Regions from separate parts of the Pan troglodytes genome. Here region 2 is linked to region 1. Evidence: chromatin contacts called from public HiChIP or PLAC-seq data. All regions are on one chromosome and are shown on one strand. Each heading gives the region's core, a stretch centred on a gene start, on an enhancer-like site or on the middle of the called end of the contact. The rest is flanking DNA. Distances are from core to core; before and after follow the strand shown.

Evidence for each region. HiChIP or PLAC-seq counts read pairs in DNA pulled down with a chosen protein or histone mark.
Region 2: a contact with region 1 is called in an H3K4me3 HiChIP or PLAC-seq map of stem cell-derived excitatory neurons, with 8 times the contacts expected there. The contact joins the promoter of SOX3 here to the promoter of HAPSTR2 in region 1. A contact is called at or near these places in 1 of 1 datasets of contacts at active chromatin or transcription factors (stem cell-derived excitatory neurons) and 1 of 1 other capture datasets (stem cell-derived neural stem cells).

Annotation. Positions count from the first base shown.
Region 1 is chrX:137,552,384-137,556,041 of NHGRI_mPanTro3-v2.0_pri, forward strand. It overlaps HAPSTR2 (HUWE1 associated protein modifying stress responses 2), which reads left to right and starts at 1,472. Exons shown (of 1, transcript XM_009439714.5): 1 at 1,472-3,254. The coding sequence starts at 2,082. The coding sequence ends at 2,903.
Region 2 is chrX:137,967,825-137,971,096 of NHGRI_mPanTro3-v2.0_pri, forward strand. SOX3 (SRY-box transcription factor 3) reads right to left here and starts at 1,551. Exons shown (of 1, transcript XM_001143467.7): 1 at 1-1,551. The coding sequence starts at 1,467. The coding sequence ends at 127.

The sequences.
Region 1 (3,658 bases), core at 222-2,721:
AGAAAGTAGGATATGCTGTCCTACTGTCAGTCACTTTGGTCTAAGCTTTTTACTTAGAGAAAATAAAACAAAAACATGTGCCTGTGATAATAACTGTGATGCACCAGATGTGGGCAACCCTCAAAGCTCTGCAAACCTGCTTACTCCTTGGCCATGAAGTATTAATATTTCAGGTCTGGTGAGGGGTGGGGGATGAAGTAGGGTCTGCCTTCTTGGTTTCTTCCACAATATATATTTTTTAACATAAAAGAATGAGAAACGTATCTCTCCTCTTAGGCTGATCTTAGGTCTTTTGCCTCATCCTTCGTTTATGTAAATGAGAAGAGTCCAATTACACATATGGAAAAAGGGTTTAATGAATCGTGAAAAAGCCCGGTTTGCAGAGAAAGGGCACAATTCACTCTTCTTCTCTTCTAAATTTAACTTAGAAACATGTATTTCTTTTAAGGGAGATGATAAAACTTAATGATAATTTTATTTTATGTACTAATTTTCATTCTTGGGAATTATTAGACATATTTTGCTAGAAGAGTTAGCTTTATTTATGTCTGTAAGGCTTTCTGGATACTTAGCAATTATTCCACAACAAAAACTGCAAAATTCTAACTTTTTTCTCTAAATCTTAAAAATGATTACGTTAGTTCCTCCAACTTTTGATGTTATTTTTAGCTCAGTGATTTTTTTTTTTTTTTTTTTTTGCTTTTAACACAGTTTGCTCTGGAATTGTCTGCACTGAAAAAAGATTGCATTATTACAAGGGATTTGTTATTGAACCCAAGGAAATGACGTTAGTGTTCCATACCGTTTTAGCTTAATTTTGGTATTATTATGATGTTTTAACTAGCTAGAATTTTTAGGGTTTTGGAAATTAGTTTTTTTTTTGTCCTTTTTTTCCTAAAAGGGACTGAACTTTATATTAGAACAGAAAATCTCGTGTTTGAGCATTCATTTTTATTTCCTTTTTTCTTTCCCCTTGCTCCTTCATCTTGGGATTTTCAATAGTTGAGAGTCCACACAGAATCCACTCTCCACCCCATTTTTCTTAATGACAAAAACCTTTGCAAGAATGAAGGGGGAATCAACACCATTTCTGACCGTTACTCTTGTAATTTGATAAGTATGAAACTAACCCCGAAGTAGTGCTTTGCAGGGACAGCAGGAAAGTTCTCAATCAGGACTGGAGCACTTTCCGGAGACCTAGTTTAACAACTTCAACGGGCACTTGGGGAAACTGAGGCCCAAGAAGACGAGGCAGGCACTTTCCCTGTGATTTTTTTTCTTCTACAAAATACTACTTTCGTCCACGGAAAACACTTTTCTCGGGCACCTAGTGTGGGGAGGACATTGCTAGGGTCCAGACTGCCTGCCTACCCACGAGGGCCGCGCTCTTTCCACTTTTATTCCCCCGGCCTCCCCGGATCGGCGCCCTGGATGTGATCGACACCATGAAGTTGCCCCATAATCCTCTCTGGCAACATAGGATGTAAAATTTGATCAGCTCATTGGATGAAGCCGACAAGTCCCAAAAATGTGTGAAAAGGGGGCCAAGAGGTAGGCAGGCGCCGCGTTGAGGCAGCGCTCCTGCCAGCCCCCCTCCGAGTTATCGGTGCTGCAGCCGCGGCGCAAGCGGGGGCTGGGACCGAGCTGCGGGGCCGCAGCGGCGGCGGCGACCGAGGCGGCGGCGGCGGCGGCGGCGGCTGGGAGGCCGCGGCGCCATGGGGGGGCCGTAGGAGCGGACCGTGGGGCCGGAAGGGGGCATCGCGGCGGCGCCGGCGGCTGCGGGGTTATCTCCGCGGCCGCGAAGGCAGCATCCACGCCGTTGCGGGTGGCTGAGCCGGCGGGCGGGGCGGGGCGTGCACCAGGGCCGCGGGCGACTAGCGCTGTAGCAGTTGGCCTCAGGGCCCCGCCGCCTGCGCGCCCGCCCGCCCGCCCGCAGGGCGGCGCACGCGAAGGAGGCGGCGGCCGCAGAAGGAGGCGGGGAGCTCGGAGCAGGAGGTGAGGAGGTGGAGGACCAAGAGTAGGCAGCAGCGGCGGCGGCGGAGGAGGAGGCGGTGGTGGAGGTGCGCGGCCTGAAGAGGAGGATGGAGGAGCAGCAGAAGGAGGGCGAGGCCGAGGTCGCGGAGCACTGGTTTTCCAAGTGGGAGCGCCAGTGCCTGGCTGAGGCCGAGCAGGAGGAGCAGCTGCCCCCCGAGCTGCAGGAGGAGGCGGCTGCAGAGTTGGCAGGGCTCAAGAGCGAGAAGCAGAAGCTGTGGCACCTCTTCCAGGTCTCGGCCACCGCCGTTGCTCAGCTTTACAAGGATTCTGGGTGCCAACAGCAAGGACTTTCCATGTGGGACCCCTTCCAGAATGCGGCCATGGCCGTGACCAGCCTCTACAAAGAGAGTGGGGATGCCCACCAACGAAGTTTTGACTTGGGTGTCCAGGTTGGCCACCAGCGTCGCATCAAAGATGTGCTGGAGTGGGTGAAAAAGGGCCGGAGCACCATTCGTCGCGAAGACTTGATTAGCTTCCTGTGTGGCAAAGTGCCCCCCGCTCCTCCTCCACCTCGCACTCCTAGGACACCCCCGAAGCCACCCACTGGGGTCACCAGCCAGGCTGTGGCAACTGAGTCCAGCTCATCGGTGGACGTCGACCTGCAGCCCTTCCAGGAGGCGATCGCCCTGCATGGCCTCAGTGGTGCTATGGCCGGCATCAGCATGCGATCGGGCGACTCGCCTCAAGACAGCGGTGTCGCCAGCAGTGGGCGCCGAAAAAGTAGCTTCTTGGAGGACGACTTGAATCCCTTCGACTCAGAGGAACTGGCCCTCCACCTGGACAGTGGGGGGATCCGTAAGCGCACCTCGGCCCAATGCAGTGATGGCATCACAGACTCCCCAATCCAAAAGCGCAACCGAATGGTCTAAACTGCCTCATTGGTTGCCTGCCGCCATATTGCTTGAGAGTGAACTCAACCGTCGACATGCTTGTCTAAAGGTTACTGGAGACCATTTTTCTTCCCTTCTCTAAGTTAAACAAAGATTTCTAACAATTTTGCCATAAAGAAACTTTAAAAGTATTCCAGAAGAGGCTTCATATGACTCTGACTTTCCGAAAAATATAATCCTAGCAGAGAACAAATATGTAGTAGTTAGCAGGATCATTTAAAGCAAACGTATCTGGTCAAGGCAGGAGTCTGATCTATCTTGTTCATAGTTATATTCCTCAGCACCTAGCACAGTTCCAGGTGCTCAATAAATGTTCATTGAATGAATAAATGTGACCTTATTTATTCTTAAAGGGAAGTCATAGCAGGTGTTTACTTGGTTATAGAATACTTTTTTCTTTGATAATTGTTGGCTTTAATGGTCTTTGCCAATTCAATTGCATTGTATCAAAATGTAAAACGACATCTTTGTGAAATCTGGAGTCTTCCATTTTTACCTCACTATACCATGCACCTAATTTCTAGAAAGAAACTGCAAGTAATACATATTAGGCTGTGATTTTTTTAATTTTGAAAAATTGTTGATTTTGGTGATTATGTGATGCTGCAAAGAGGTGCTGTGGTGGTTACGCAGGTATTACTTAATATTGAGTCAATTCAGTGCTTTTTTAGGGAAAACTAAACCATCAACTGAGACCCTGATAAGATGGTGGCCCAGTGGTGCTCTTTTTTCTT
Region 2 (3,272 bases), core at 301-2,800, 420 kb after region 1:
CCTCATCATCGGTACAAGGCAACAGTCCCAGGCAAGCAAAGCTAAACAAGGCGTCCCAACTTGGGGGTGCGGGGCGGGAGTGGGGGTGGGGGTGGGGAACTAGGGTGGACGAGCGCAGGCCGGTGCTCAGATGTGGGTCAGCGGCACCGTTCCGTTGACTGCAGTCCCGGCGCCCTGGTAGTGCTGGTGCACGCCGTGCAGGCGACCGCCGGGCAGCGGAGAGGCGGCGTCGGCCGCGTCCCCGCCGGGTGGCAGGTACATGCTGATCATGTCGCGCAGGTCGCCGAGGCACGCGCGCTGAGAGTGCGATGCGATGGCGGGCGGCGGCGAGCTGGGCTCAGACTTCACTACCGAGCCCATGGGGCCCAGGCTCATGGCGGCTGCGGCCGCAGCTGCGGCCGCGGCGGTGGCGGGCTGCTGCCCGTAGGCGGCGGCCGCGGCTGCTGTGGCTGAGGGCGCCATGCCCCCGTAGCCCGAGGCGGCGGCGGCCGCGGCAGCGACGTTCATGTAGCTCTGAGCGCCGGGCGGCATCATTGGGCTGTACTGCAGGCCGGCCATGTCGTAGCGGTGCATCGGCGGCAGCGCGGGCGGCGGCGGCGGGCTGCTCATGCTCGGGGGCTGCGCGTAGCCCAGCTGCTCCTGCACCAGCGAGTACGCGCCGTTGGCCCAGCCGTTCACGTGCGTGTACGTGTCCAGGCGCTGGCCCACGCCCACCGGACTGCTGGCGGCAGCGGCTGCGGCCGCGGCAGCGGCGGCGGCGGCCGCGGCACCGGGAGGCAGGAGGCCGCTGGGCAGGGAGTACTTATCTTTCTTGAGCAGCGTCTTGGTCTTGCGGCGCGGTCGGTACTTGTAGTCCGGATACTCCTTCATGTGCACGGCGCGAAGTCGCTTGGCCTCGTCGATGAATGGTCGCTTCTCAGCGTCGGTCAGCAGTTTCCAGTCGGCGCCCAAGCGCTTGCTGATCTCAGAATTGTGCATCTTGGGGTTCTCCAGGGCCATTTTGCGCCGCTGCCCGCGGGACCATACCATGAAGGCGTTCATGGGCCGTTTCACACGGTCCTGGTCTGTACCCCCGCCACCTCCGCTCGCACCACCGCTGCTGCCGCCGCCCGAGTTCGCGCCGCCGGCTGCGTTCGCACCACTCTTGCCTGCGCCTCCCGGGGCTGCGGGGCCGCCGGTGCCCGCCGCTTGTGTGGGTGTCCCTACGGGGTTCTTGAGTTCAGTCTCCAGAAGGCTGTACATTGCCGGGGCGGGAAGAAGGTGCGCCAGCGTGGCGGGAGGAGAAGGCGCTCCGGGGGCTGGAGCGGCCACGGTGAAAAGGCCCTGGGACTCCGTCGGAGCGGAGCTTGGGGGCCTGTGGGCCAGCGAGTCCGGCGGGAAGGGTAGGCTTATCAAAATGCTCCGCGCCAAGTCAGCAGGAACCCGCGGGCTTCTCGCACCTGATGCGTTCTCTCGAACAGGTCGCATTCACAGTCTGCCTGGGCTCTAGCTGGGCCCCTTATATACCTGCTCGGATCCCCCGGGGTTGGGGCTTGGTCCGCCCCTCGCAACCCGGAGGACCCGTGATTGACAGGTTCGCAGTGATGCGCCCTGGCCAATCATTACCGAGCCCCCGTTCGGCCTGGTTGGAAAAAAAAAAGTTCGGGGAGCCCTTTCGTTCACCCCACGCCCCTCTTTGGCCTAGTGACGTGGTAAGAGTTACTTAGGAGGCGGGAGTCCACGAGGCCCACTCAGAGGCCACCAATTAGGGTTTCAAAAAGTTTGAAAGAACGAAACCTGAGGAGGTGACGGGGGGATGGGGGAGGGGGGAGGGGGCACGCAAGCAGATTGGGGGGAGGGGGCAGAGGGGCGCCTTCGGAATTTAGAAAACAACTTTGCAACCCTGTCAAGGCAGACCGGCGCCCCATCCCCCGGCCAGCCCGCAAAGCTTCCCGTTGTCTGCACGGAGGTTTTCTGGCCGCTTCTGCTGCCAGCGCTAGGAACGCAGGGCACCACCAGCTACCCAGGCCGGCTTAGGGACTCCAGGCTCATTGGAAGTGCTCCTGGCTGCGTCTCCAAGAAGCTCTCCCTGGAATTGGCCGCTGGTTGTCCAGATCTTTCTCTAGGAGGGCCAGTGCGTCCAGGACGCAGCGTGGGTCAGGGGCCCGGGCATGGGAGACAGGCTTCAGGACTGCGGGGTGCATTCAGCTGTGAGGCTCTTGGGGGTTTGCAGGAGGGCGGGCAAGCAGTCAGTCGCCCGTCTCCTGAGCCTGTCGGAGGCGCTCGCACAAGGTGGTGTGGAAAGTATGTGTGGGACGTAGGGGGTGAACTGGCCTCCGCTCTCTCGATCCTGGCCCCCGCTTAGCGGCCCCTTTTTGTCTCTGCTCTGTGGCCATTTCGGTTTTTCCAGTCCGATGCCCCTGAGGGGGAGGGTCGGGCCCCTTGGAAAATCCGTTTTCATGGCAACACGGAGCCTCTCAGAGTGAAAGAAAAGTTTCTTGGAGGGGGGAACGTTGGCCGGAGCGGAGCCGAGGCCGTCCTCCGGGCGAACCGCCGGGCCCCCTCCACTGCCCCCGCACCTGCCGGGACCGCTGAGCGCTACTCTGGGCGCGCAGCCTCGCCGCCTCCCCCGGGAGCAGGCTCTGCTAACGGATTCCGTCCGTCTCTTTTATTGTTTTAGAGACTTCCTGAGATTCGGAGCGGGACATTCACTTGCTTGTTGGGTTATCTGCCAAAGACTAGCGGCGCGGGAACTCTGGCTGCGGGGAGAGGAAACCCCGATAATCGCCACTGCCAGCTGAAGCGAGTGGCACAGCGTTTGAAACTCTCGGAGCAGCCCGAGGTAGCGAGTGGGAATGAGAAGCCATCCCGGCAGATTTGGCAGAAACTAAAATAAGGTGTCCATACGGTGTGGGGTCTCGCCCCGCCATCATCCCTAGCCCCGTGGAAAGGTGGGGAACTAAACGGAAAGCATAATCTTAAGTGGGTGGGGGGTGCATGGGGGAATCCCAGGTTTCTAGCGTCTTAGCGTTAATGCAAGACCAGGCGATCCCGGGACTTCTGCACGCTGGGCTCTTCCCCCTTTCTCTCCACGAATTAAAAAGTACGCCTCTTCGGCTTGTTAGTGGGGTCGGGGGCGGGTAGTGGAGGCTCAGGGCAGGCCAGCCCCCTCTCGGCCAGGCGGACCTCTGGCAAAAGAATCCCGGCTCCCAGTCGGCATCATCTCCCGGAAGTTTGGGGTCTGGAAACTTGCCCCTTAAGTTTGTGTTCCACTTGATCTGAGTATTCTGCAG